Regions from separate parts of the Ovis aries genome. Here region 2 is linked to region 1. Evidence: chromatin contacts called from public Hi-C data. All regions are on one chromosome and are shown on one strand. The core of a region is the stretch at or near the end of the contact, and the rest is flanking DNA. Distances in the headings are between cores, read along the strand shown.

Region 1 (5,642 bases), core at 2,902-5,401:
GATCCCCGCAGGAATATTCAGGAGTTTCCAAATCTCTTCACCCCAGCAGCTGGACATACAGACGCTGACCATCAAAACCTTCTTGGTGAGTGGACACACGTCCTTCTTCACGGATCGGCCTTCTTTGGCAAATCTCAGCCCCCGTGTTATGGAGGCTTTGGACATGAGCCAGAATGCAAAACCATGAACTCAGTGCAGACACAACACGCATACATGTTCTCTAGATCCAAACAGCCCTGCAGCTCAGCTAATGGGAAAGTCCTTCTTAACCCTCCCTGGGCCTTCTGGTCTCTGGCCCACTCCTTCCTCAAGAGGAGAGAAGATACTCCTGTACCTGGAAGGAGTGGGATATTCAGGAAGAATGAGTACTGATTTGGAATCTACTTTCTAAAGGGATTTCCAGGGACATAATCTGAATTTTTGAATGGATTAAAACCAAGATCATTCAGGATTAATGGATTTTCCAAAAAGACAGAAAGTGGCAATTTACCTTCAGCATTCTGTCTTTGCTAGGGTGTTGATAGTGAAAATCTATTCCATTTGAATAATCTTGAAAGCTAAAACAGGCCTAGTGTTCTTCCTTCCCCTCATTATTATGGGTCACTCAGGATCACTTGAGAGTCCCAAGATTTTAAAAAAAAAAAGACCCAAAAGACTCATAAGCATTATCCCACACATCCTTTTGCCAGTTAATCACACATGTCTGTTTAAGCCAACATTTTCCTTTGGACAGTGGGGTATTATGGCACTTTGGGATTTTTCACTGTACCAGATGCGCCATGAATATAGCCTAAGCTACTTTGGTCAGTAGTGATCTTATAAACTGAACGGATGACTATTGGAAATGGAAGGAACCTGGGCTAGTGGTGAAGCTGGAGCATTTCTGAGCCTTGCTTCTGAAGGTATATCAGAACCCAAACCTCCTACCAAATACGGAGTCACCACAGAGGTATCTGGGGTCACAGAATGGAACCTCAGGGAGCTGCCGTAGGCTGACAGAATTTCAGGTATGTCTGAGCACCAGTCCTCACCTGGAGGAGGAAGTCATTCACTACTATTGGGCCTCTCCAGGCACAGAAGTTGGAACCATGAGGTCAGAAGCCAGGTGGGAACGGGAGAGAGTAAACTTCTCAGCCCATGTTAGGGTCTCTGCTGTACCGCTAGGATCTATGATCATAGGCCCTGGATGCATGCTTGGAGAAAGAATGCATTGAAAGAATGAGGGAAGCAGCAGAGAGAGAAAAGGTCAAAAAGATCCAAGAATTTTGCAAGCAGCAGCCTGGGATGTTCAGGGCTTTCTTGTTTTGGGTAAGAGGGGAATCCTTCTAGTTCAAAGACATAGGGCAAGAGAGACACAGCTATTAAGTGACAAGTCTCAACAAGTTCCTTCTGCTTTGGTTTCCCAGTTTGGAAAAAAACCTCCAGTTGGTGAGTCCAGAGTTGGCCAGTCAATCTCAAACCAAGCCTAGTGACATCATCAGCTATTGCCTCATCTCAACTGAATTCCCGGAGCAAACTTCTGGAAAAGTAAGGGGTCTGAGGGAGGGTGCGTGACTGAGATTCCAGAGGACAGAAAAATCCCCCAGAAGCTACCCTTTAAAGCCATAAGCAAAGTGATAGCCCAGATGATTAGATGATGCAGACACTGAAAGTGTGATTCGTTTTCCACATTCTGAGAGCTCGCTCACAAATTGTCAGCGCTACACCTGGCCTAAACCTAGACAAAGCTCCTCTTCTAAAGACTTATGATCTAAATTCCTTGTGGAAAGTCTGTCTTTGAAATGTTTAAGGCACCTCATTTAATCCTCATTTCCACTTCAAGTCAGGTACCTCCTTCCTGAGAAATCCACCACATTTGAAGTTTGTAGCTGGCCTTCCTTCTGTTTTTGCTATTTACGTGCCAATTTAAAGGGTGGAGAGAGCCACATTAGTTTAAAAATAAAACACAAATAGCGAAATGAGGCTTGGTTAAAGTAAAAACCACAGAAGGGATTTTTTTTTCCTCTCATACTTTTCAGATTTTCCTAGAACCACCTTTATTTCCTCAGAGCCCAGGCACAGAAAGTGAGTGGGCCTCTCTGGATGCTCTTCCAAGGGAAAGCTGAATGCCTCATTCCTATTCTCCTCTCATTGCACCTTGAGGATTTGTTTTCCTGTTTCAGACAATTGAGTCTCAGACTGGGGCTCAGAAAGGCATTGATGTTTCACATGGGGTTTTTCTGAGCATTCTTAGATTTTGATTTGTTTTTGCATGGTTTGTATCTTAACTATTCTGTTCAGCTGTATCAGCTTGTACATTCTGGGTGATGGGTGATAGGAATGTGGCTTTCAAGTCAGATAAATCCTGGTGGATTCCCAGCATTGCTACTTACCAGTCTTGTGACCGTACCTGTCAAATGAGAGTAATGAGGCACACCTCTCGGGGGCTGTAATGAGGATTAAGGAGTCAAGCAGAAAGGGCTCAGCACAAAACAAGTGCTTAATACACCGCTGCTATTACAAAAATAGATCCTTTTATTTATTCACTCCTTCCTTAACCAATTTCCCTCTCCGGTTTTGGAGAAGGAACGCAAGTTCATCACCCAATGGATGATTTTTGCCAATTTTGCATCACCAGAGGGTCTATAAAGGAAGGGAGACAAGGCCGAGTTTGACTTACAATGGGATATCTTGTAATGGGATGGGATCGGTGTTCTTGCCTCTTAGGTGACCACACCAGCAGTGTAGGGACAGGGGAAATCTTGAAGGCAGATGGTTGGGGTGGCAGGAGCACACACGATGGGGAAGAGTGGTCAGGAAAAGCAGGCCCAAGGCTGAGGCGAAGGGCCAGATTGGTGCCAGCTACGCGGAATAAAAGGCTCCCACTTTGGGGTTCTGAGTCTCCGGGCCTGCAGGCGGAGGCCCGCCAGCCCCAGGGTCTGGGGATCGTGGGACCCGAGGCGCGTGCGGCAGCGCCCTCTGCCGGCCGCGCGGGGCAAGCCGCCAGTCAACGCAGCTCTGCAGGTGGGATCCCTCCCGCTGCCTCCGCCCCGGCTCCATCCCTTCAGAGGACCTCGCCGACTGGTCCTCGACCGGATTTCGGGAGGCGCATCTCTATCTGGCACCTGTGGACTCATTAGAGAAGATGTCGGAAACATCCGATTCATCCGAGATCGGAGGCCGCGGGAAGCCACCCAAACCCCGCAGAGGCTGTGCCCCTGGGGGCCCGGGGCCACAGCCTGCTGGGCTGTCGGAGGTGGTTTGGAAGCAGCATCGCCTTTGGCCAAGACCGCGGGGTCTGCGGACAGAGAGGAGCCCTGGGTTCGCTTTCTGCCTCATCCATTTTCCAGCTAGGTGACCTTGGACAAGGTACTTACGTTTTCCGTGTGCCTTAATTTCCTCATCTTTAAGATGGAGAAAATGACCCCGACCTTGGCGGGTTAACCTGACGATTACACGGGATCAGACGGCCTGGGCTGAAATTGTGGCACTGGACAACAGCCAGCTGTGTGCCTGGGGCAAGTTACTTAACCTCTCTGTGCCCTGGTCCCTGCAAAATAGGGATAATAACGGTACTTACCTCCGAGGATTTGTTGCCTGCAAAGCGCTTAACACCGTGCCTGGCACAGAGTAAGCGCTCAATAAATGGTGGCTACTGTGGTTGTGGTCGTTATTATTGTTCCTAGGACCGCCGAGCACACGAGCAGAACTCTAGCTGGCGGCTCTTACTAGTCTTTCCTGGGTCCGGCTATTTCTTTGCGGGCATTGTTAAAATCTTTTACCAGGTGCTAGCTGTCCTTATCAGTGGCCGAAGGACAGCCGGCCTTCCAGAGTTTGGAAAAATCGAGGTTCCCCTGGAGGAGGGCCAAGAACGCGGCCCGCGGGCTGCGAGGACCGGACCTCCCGCGAGGATGCTCGCGCCGCCCCGCGCCTTCTCCGCCCGCGCCTCCGTTAGCGCGCGTCAGAGCCGCAGTGACGTCGCCGGGCCCCGCGGGCGGTGGGGAGGCGCGGCCTGGACGCGCGGGGAGCCGCGGACGGCTCGGGTGGACTGGCCGCGCGAGTGCCCTGCAGTCCCCGGCGACGGCCGAGGCAGCGGGAAGGCCTGGGCGGACTCTCCAGCGTCTGCCGGGCGCCCGGGCGCACCCGGGCTCCGCCTGCAGCCCCGCGCGCCCCGGACCCGCCCAGTCCGGCGCAGGGCTGACTTCCTCGCGGCCGCTCAGCGTCTGCGTGGTTCTTCCTTCCCCTCCTGTCCTCTGCTTCCCCGCATCGCCCTTCTGATTCCTTTTCGTCCCCAGCGATCCGCTCACTTTCTTCTTCCTCTTCCCTCCTGGACCAGCTCATTTGCTGTGAGTGGTTAGCAGCCACCCACAGGAGGCGCCTCCCACTCCCAGCTCCATCTGCAGCCCTCGGGACGCCCACTCTCTTCGCTGGCCTGGCCGGACAGTTCCACTTGGCTTGCCCTGCACGCATCTGCAACTCGCCGCGTCTTGTCCCTCTCAGTGATGGCAGGGCCATCAAACTAGACACCTAGCGTTCCCCTCTAAACACCTCTCCAGGCACTCTCCATTTCTTCATTCTAATTCCAGGCAGCCTGGTTTAGGTGTCCCTCTCCCACTGGTTGTTAACATACTCCCCGCACTGCCGCCTCCTTCAAATCCATCCTCTGCACACCGCCAGAGGGGTACCTAGTCATGCCTGGCCATGCCTTTCTCCGGGTAAGGCTGCCCGGACTGGGACCCCAGCCCATTCCGTCTTCAAGGACACCCTCCTCTGCCGTTTTCTATCTGACACCTTTATCCGGAGCTAGTCCTGGGTGTCGGCCCCTGCTGGGACCAAGAGTATCTTTACTGCTGTGGGGCGTGATCAAGGGAATTTACACCTCCCTCCGCCTCCTCTTACTCATTCTCCAGCGCTTAAGATGTGAGTCACCTCTTGAAGACCGCCTTCCCGCTTCTGCTATCTGGCTGAGTGAAGTGTCTGTGGACCCCCAGAGCTTTCCGTCCCTGCTGCTTGAGTCATATTTGGCACGAAGGCCTGCTCTTTCAAGATGGCCTCTGAGGCTCTGCCTGGCCTCTGCACCACCCCCCACCCCACCCTCTTCCCACTCTGTTCTGGCCACACCGGGATCTCAGTTACCAGCTTCTACGTTCACCTTTCCATGTCAGCATCTTCCTACAGCCTGTTCTCTCTGGCTGGTGTGCCCTTCTGTCCTTCCTCACCTACTCCGTGTTTGGCTCTCATCCTAAGTAAGCATCATTTCCTCAGAGACCTCTTCCCTGACCCCTCACTACCCCTCCCCCCCCCCATTCAGTTGAATTCTCCTTTGATAGATCAAACCATATTAGAAAAAAAAAAACCCTACAGAGATTATATCCTTAACACCTGTTTGTTCTATACCGCTCCCCTGGCACCCCTCTCCTTGCCAAAGTTTAACAATTGCTATTTTTTCTTCAAATCTCTTCCCCCCCTTGATTGGGTTATAGTTGATTTAAAATGTGTTCGTTTCAGGTGTACAGCAAAGTGAATCTGTTATACATATATCCACGCTCTTTTAGATTCTTTTCACATATAGGTCGTTACAGAGTATTGAGTAGAGTTCCCTGTGCTCTACAGTAGGTCCTCATTAGTTATCAGTTTTATATAAAGTGGGCTTCCCCACTCAG
Region 2 (6,000 bases), core at 2,038-4,537, 35 kb before region 1:
AGGGGTCCCAGGGAAGAGGGCTGTAGTTTGGGGGAGTGGTGCACATCAGGAACTGTGGGAGAGTGGGGAGAGGAGGGGAGGAGAAGCCCCCTCATTGGGCAGGAAAGGGAGCTCCTTCCCAGGCATGTCTCTGAGAATCACATAGACTAGATGGCCACAGGATAAAGATGTCCTCATAGAAGGAAACATACAGCACCCCTGGCCACCACCAAGCACTCAAGACTTATGCAGAGTATGCAACTCATTCTCCTGTCTCTGATTTCTTACACACTTGTGTTCAGGTGAACATCCTTTTTGATTTTTGCCTTTTTAACAGAGTAATAGAGCATACCTAGTTTCTACTGTGACTTCATGGCCTTTATCTGGATTTTTAAGGATAGTGAATAACCTACCCTCCATCTTCCAGACTGAGAAGCACACAGACCTCACCCATTCCCATCTTCAACCCTGGAAACACTTTCCTATCCTTATGCAGAAAGAAAAGGGAGTTGGGGATGAGGTTGGAATGGGTTCCCAACTGGGAGGGACCTTAGACATCTAAAGGGAGGCACCGGAAAAGGAAGGTAACTTGCTCAGGGGCACACAGCAACTCCTACTCGAGCAGTCCTTAGCACCTGCACCATTAGCCTCCAGAGCGTGTTACCTACAGAAACTTACCTGGCAGGCGTCATCCCACAGTCATCTTCAATTTTCTCACTAAATCTCTATAATAACACTATGGGAAAGCCTTCTATAGCTCCATGTTTCAGATAAAGAATCCAAGGCCCACAGGAAGAAAAGTCACTTGTCTGAACTGCCCAGCTGGCTGGCAACAGAAGCACGGCTGGAACCCAGTTTCCTGATTCCCATCCCAGGAGCTTTCTTTCCTCTTAGAAATTCTTCCCTCTCCACCTGCCTCACCTGGCCTTGCTTGGGCCTGAGATAAGGAGCTCCCTCAGCAGAGTTTTTCCTCCCCAGGCCCAGTAATGGATATCACTGTCTGATCACAATTCACGCATCCTTTCCTGCGCTGGACCAAGGCCCAGATGAGCAGCTGGGGGACACAAGGCTCAATGCAGCCGCAGCAGGAGGCTGTAGGCGGCAGAGTTCATTCAGAAGAAAGCCCAAATTGGAGCTGCTGCGGGCTCAGGGAACCTCACAGGGGGCTCCACCAACAAAGGCATGCGCTCCAGCAAGCCCCCCTCCCTCCGAGCAGTGTCCGTCACCAACTTCAGGAGGGGTGTGTGGAACCCCAGATCCCTGGGCCACAGCATCCTTGGAAAGACTGATCCAATCTCTCCCTGTATTGTAAACCAGGAAACAGGCGCAGGCGGGAAAGCATAGCCCAGGCTCCCAGGGAGAAGCAGAAGCAGAGGCGGGACTAGAACTCTGATCTCCCTACTACCAGGTCAAGCTCTCTCCCCTCCTCCTTGTCTGCAGAAGTGTGCTCTCTCTAACTGGAACCCGGGACCTTCCTCGGAGAGCAGGGTCACCTGGATCTGCTGCCTAATGGAGGACCAGGGGACCTCTCACCCTGTGCCTCCCTGACTCAGGTTCCTGTCTTTGGGCTTGTTTACCCATCAGCAGCATGGGACAGTTGAGGTGGAAGTCCAAGATGCCCAATCCCTTAAGTCTGTGTGCACTCGACCCTTTCTGCCAAATTCATGGTACTCGCAGGAGTTAGAGGTCAGCAAATAGAGACCCTTGAGATGAATACTATGTGTATGAGAGAGGCAGTTCACTGCCCGGGGTGGGGATCCCCACAGAACCCCCAAGCTGCCCTCGTTTCAACTCTTCATGCCCTTCTGAACCCCAGTACTTTCTCCCCTTACAGAGCCCATCTCCCACCCTACCCCCCATCCAAGCGCCCTAAGGCTGAGCCCGAGAGAAGGAGGGAGGGAAGAAGAAAGAAGCCACGTTTCTTTACCGGGGGTGGGGGTGGGGAACAGAAGAGAAGCACAAGCCGGGAGACGCGGATAGTTACAAGCCTCGGGGAGCGAGACTCGAGGGACTGAGACAGACCTAGAGAAAAACCTCCCTCCTCCTGAGCGATCACCCTGTGCTGCCCCCCACCAGTTGAGGGTCAGGTCCTTCCCTGGGGGAAATCTCTGGCCTGATTTCCTGGGGGGCAGGCACAGCACACCCCTGAATTTCCGAGTCTGGCTTAAAATTGGGGTCTGGCTCCGGCGCCCCCACCCCCAATGGGCGTCTGGTCTCTGGCCCTTCGAACATTCCCCTGTGCGCCCCCCAGCGGAGAGCCAGAGGCAGAGCCACCGAGGTCCTAAAGGGGGCGCAGGAAAGGGCGCCGCCACTGTGTCCAATCTGGCCCCGGAACCCCGGGCTGGGGGCTGGAGGACGACTAGGAGAACCGCGGCAGGAGCAGAATCGGTATCTCTTGAGCTCATATTCGGGGATCAGATGGCCCCGACTCCTCGACAAGTTCCCTTCCCCTGGAAGGCCGAGGCTAGTGTATCCACACGGACAGAGCCCCCAGGAGGAGCGCGGACTGGCGCAAGCTCGGAGGTTCGGGTCCAGGTTCGGGGTTCCAGGGAAGTGTCGAGGGATCGGGTCACCGAATCTCAGAGCCCTAAGTACGTGTCTCTCAAGGGGACCCAGCGCCGAGCCGCCCTCCCCCCACTTCTGCCCAGTGATGTGTATAGTCCCGTTCTTCTGGAGGCCCCAGGTGCACCGCGAAGAGGCGTAAGGAGTGGTGGAAGGCGAAGCCCAGACCCTTCGTCTTACCGCATTGTTGAGGAAATCCGACTCGTTCAGATCCCCCAAGTCCAGGAAGCTGGATCCGGGAAACAGCCTGTCGGCCGGGAAGGGCTCCAAGACCGCGTCCATCGCGGCCGGCTCCGGAGACCCCCCTACGGCTGGGCTTCCCCTCACTCCAGGGCGGCGGCGCGCCCGGCCCAGAGCTCCGGCCCGAGCGCTGGCAAGCGGGCGGGGTAGGCGGGGGGGCGGGCAGGTCCCGGGCGAAGCCCCGGGGGAGGGGCGGGCAGAGGCGGCGCGGCCCCGGGTCGGGGGCGCGGGGGGCGCGGAGGCCTTAGGGCAGCGGCGCAGAGCGGGCTGCGCTCAGGGGCCCCGGGCGCACCGCGGGCATCTAGCCGACTCCTCCTCCGCCGGCTCCTCCCGGGGCACAGCTGGCTTCCATGGGGAGCCCGGGAGTAGGGCTGAGGGCTTGAGGAGCCCCCCCGGACAGGGTGGGAGCCGGGGGCGGGGGAGCTCAGCGCTCCCCCGCGAGACTGGGTGGCTGCCGGGCGCTCCGCTCTCTCTGCGTCTCCCTCTGCGCGGCTTCTGTCACTTTTCCTCTGCGAAGCCGGGAACCCGGGGCTGGTTAGCCCAGCTGGCCGAGGCGCCACGCCTCCCATATCAATATTCACGATAATTTCATATTAATGAGGAGGGGGTGTGGTCTAAGGAGTTATTTCCCTACTCCTTTAAAGAGACAGCTCCGAGCTAGTCTTGCAAATCTCTGTTGCTCAAGGCAGGGGCTTGAAGCAAACATTTCCTAGCTCCAGTAACCTTGTTCTTTGAACCTCAGCCTTTTAAGGCTTTGCCAACCACACTCCCATTAAGTTCACGAGGGAGCTGAGTTATTTCTATTCCTCTAGGCTTATGCAGGAGTCTGAACCAAGTCCATAGTCAGGGAATTCCATCTCATGGGCCTCTCCACGAATCTCCTCTCATGGGGGGATTTTCAGGTCTCCTCCTCCAAGAAGCCTTCCCTGACCCCAGACTGAAGCCGTTACCATTGTTGTAGATTCGCAGGATATGGTGTGCTTACCTCCTTGATCGTCATTGTTTGTTCCTGTGTCTCTGACCCCTCTGGACTCTGAGATCCCTAGGGCAAAGACTGTATCTGGCTTTCCTGTGTGTGAAAGTTATTGGGAGGGGGGAGGGCAGGATAGATGAGGTAAGGACCCCTCTTCTCATCAAGTACCCCTAATGGTTCTGAAGAGCTAAAAGTTGGAGAATAGAGGCCATGTAGTCTGTGTGAGCCAAGATGTGGGCTGGCTGCACGCTCCATGGTCACCGGACACTCCCAGGCCCCCTGGATCCATTATCTGAGTGACTTGCTCCAGAGTACAGGTTAATCTCTTGAAAGGGCTGATAAACAATCACCAGGCACCTGAGCAAATGGATATGGCCAGAAAGTCACTCCCTTAGAGGGCTAGGCTCATGGTTCCTGCCCAGAAGTCATTAATAGGATTAAGTGTGTCCTCCTTGTTTGGAGCTTTTAATTAGCTCAGGAACCAAAAGGCCTTTAAGAAGCGGAGATGTCATTGCAGTTAAGCCAGGGATGTCACCCAGATTGCTCTCTCAGTGCCAAGGTGGGGAAAGGGCACACCTAGGCTGAGATAGCAGCTGTTTGCTTGCCTGGGGTAGGCTGGGAGGCATGTGGCTTTCTGCCCATCTCCTGATCCAGTTGACATAGTTCTGGAGAATGAAGTTCTGACCCTCCAGATTGTCATATGACTATTAGCTCCTGGACCTCCTGGAGAGTTTGTTCCTAAGAAGCTGGGAATACAGCCCAGGCTCTGGGGACCAGTTCACCAGCAATGCAACTCTGAGAAGCTGTGTTACATGCTAAGTCACTTCTGTTGTGTTTGACTCCTTGCGACCCTGTGGACTATAGGCTCCTCTGTCCACGGGATTCTCCAGGCAAGAGCACTGGAGTTGGTTGCCATGCCCTCCTCCTGGGGATCTTCCTGACCCAGAGATTGCACCCGCATCTCCTGCATTGCAGGCAGGTTCTTTACCACTGAGCCACTGGGGAAGCCCTCTGACAGTTAGGCTGGGCCAGAAAGAAATCAGTTCACTCTCGAAACAGTGGCAGGTAGAATGAGGGTGCTGAGCCTGTGGGTGTTTTCCCCAGGTGTGTCATATCTGGCCAACTGGGGAGCGGTCAGACACTGAGAATTTGACTGACCCTTCGTGAGGAGGGGGGCAATGGTTGTGACCTCTGGCTAGGTGGACAAGCCAGTCCATGGTGGGCGATTTTGTGACTACAGGTGTCTGGAGTCCTGGCTCCTGAGCTGGAGTCTCTGCAGGCTCCCAGGAGGAACAAAAGCACCCCTCTGCCTGAGGTTGGCTGGAAACTGTGCCTGTGTTCCTCCCAGCCTGCTCTGTAATTAGAGACACAGCCACCACTTAAGTGATTGGGGAAGATTATATAGTTTTAGATAAATAAGATTAGAGTGTCCTCTCTTTCCTGATTCTTACCCAGGTGAACACCCCAGGAAACCATTGAAAATAATCCTGGGGAGACACTCTGGTTCTGGCACCTCCTGTGGAGTCTGAGAGGGGGGAGCTCCCAAGAGAATTTCTGGGGGGAGGAGAGAAGAGCGGAAAAAGGGATGGGCGGTGCCGAGCCTAGCACGTCCCCAGCCCAGGTGAGGATGGCAGGGGTTTCTGCATACATCCTGCAGGTGTTATTGAGCACCTGTGAACAGTCCCTAGACCCGGCCCTGGGGTACAGTGGTGATTCAGAACTTATATTCTAGAGTGAATGAGGAAGGAATGGGCACACAAATAAATAAATAGTCAATTTCAGATAGTGATAGGACTATGAAGGAAACGGTGTGGTATGATGGAGTGTAAGGAAGGCTTCTCTGAAGAGGTGATGTGTGAACTGAGAACTGAAGTTATTTCTGGGGCAAAATGGAGGGAAAAACATTCCAGATAGAGGAAACAGCAAGCAGAAGAGAAAGCATGAGAAGGACTGGGGAGGGAGGGGCAGGCAGTGACATGGGAGAGAGAAGATGAATGTGAAATCCCGAGGCCAAATGCACATATACGCTGACACTGTTCAAGTGGTAAAAAAGAACTATGCCTATTCAGATTCAAGGGCCCACCTGAAGCCTTCTATAGCAGCCATCCCCTCTGAATCTATTTCTCTCCTCTTTTTCCCCCATACTGCAGGGCATGTAAGATCTTAGTTCCTCAACCAGGGATTAAACCTGCACTCCTGGAGTGGAAGCCCAGATTCTTAAGCACTAGGCTGCCAGTGAAGCCCCC

Evidence for each region. A called contact is a pair of places that touch in the nucleus more often than the background predicts.
Region 2: a Hi-C map of liver shows a contact between it and region 1, with 3 times the contacts expected there. The contact joins the promoter of CREB3L1 here to the enhancer-like site in region 1. A contact is called at or near these places in 4 of 16 Hi-C or Micro-C datasets (liver, muscle and tail adipose tissue).

The regions. Positions count from the first base shown.
Region 1 is chr15:75,179,395-75,185,036 of ARS-UI_Ramb_v3.0, reverse strand. LOC132657837 (a long non-coding RNA gene) reads left to right here. Exons shown (of 2, transcript XR_009596555.1): 1 at 1-85; 2 at 1,407-2,505. Among named protein-coding and RNA genes, the nearest start is that of CREB3L1, 34 kb to the left of the region's middle. Within about 2 kb of position 4,151, at least 21 of the 54 cell types and tissues checked have an H3K27ac peak or open chromatin away from gene starts, as enhancers often do. A contact at or near this core is called in liver, where this site is marked.
Region 2 is chr15:75,213,399-75,219,398 of ARS-UI_Ramb_v3.0, reverse strand. It overlaps CREB3L1 (cAMP responsive element binding protein 3 like 1), which reads right to left and starts at 3,287. Exons shown (of 12, transcript XM_027979678.3): 1 at 2,722-3,287. The coding sequence starts at 2,823.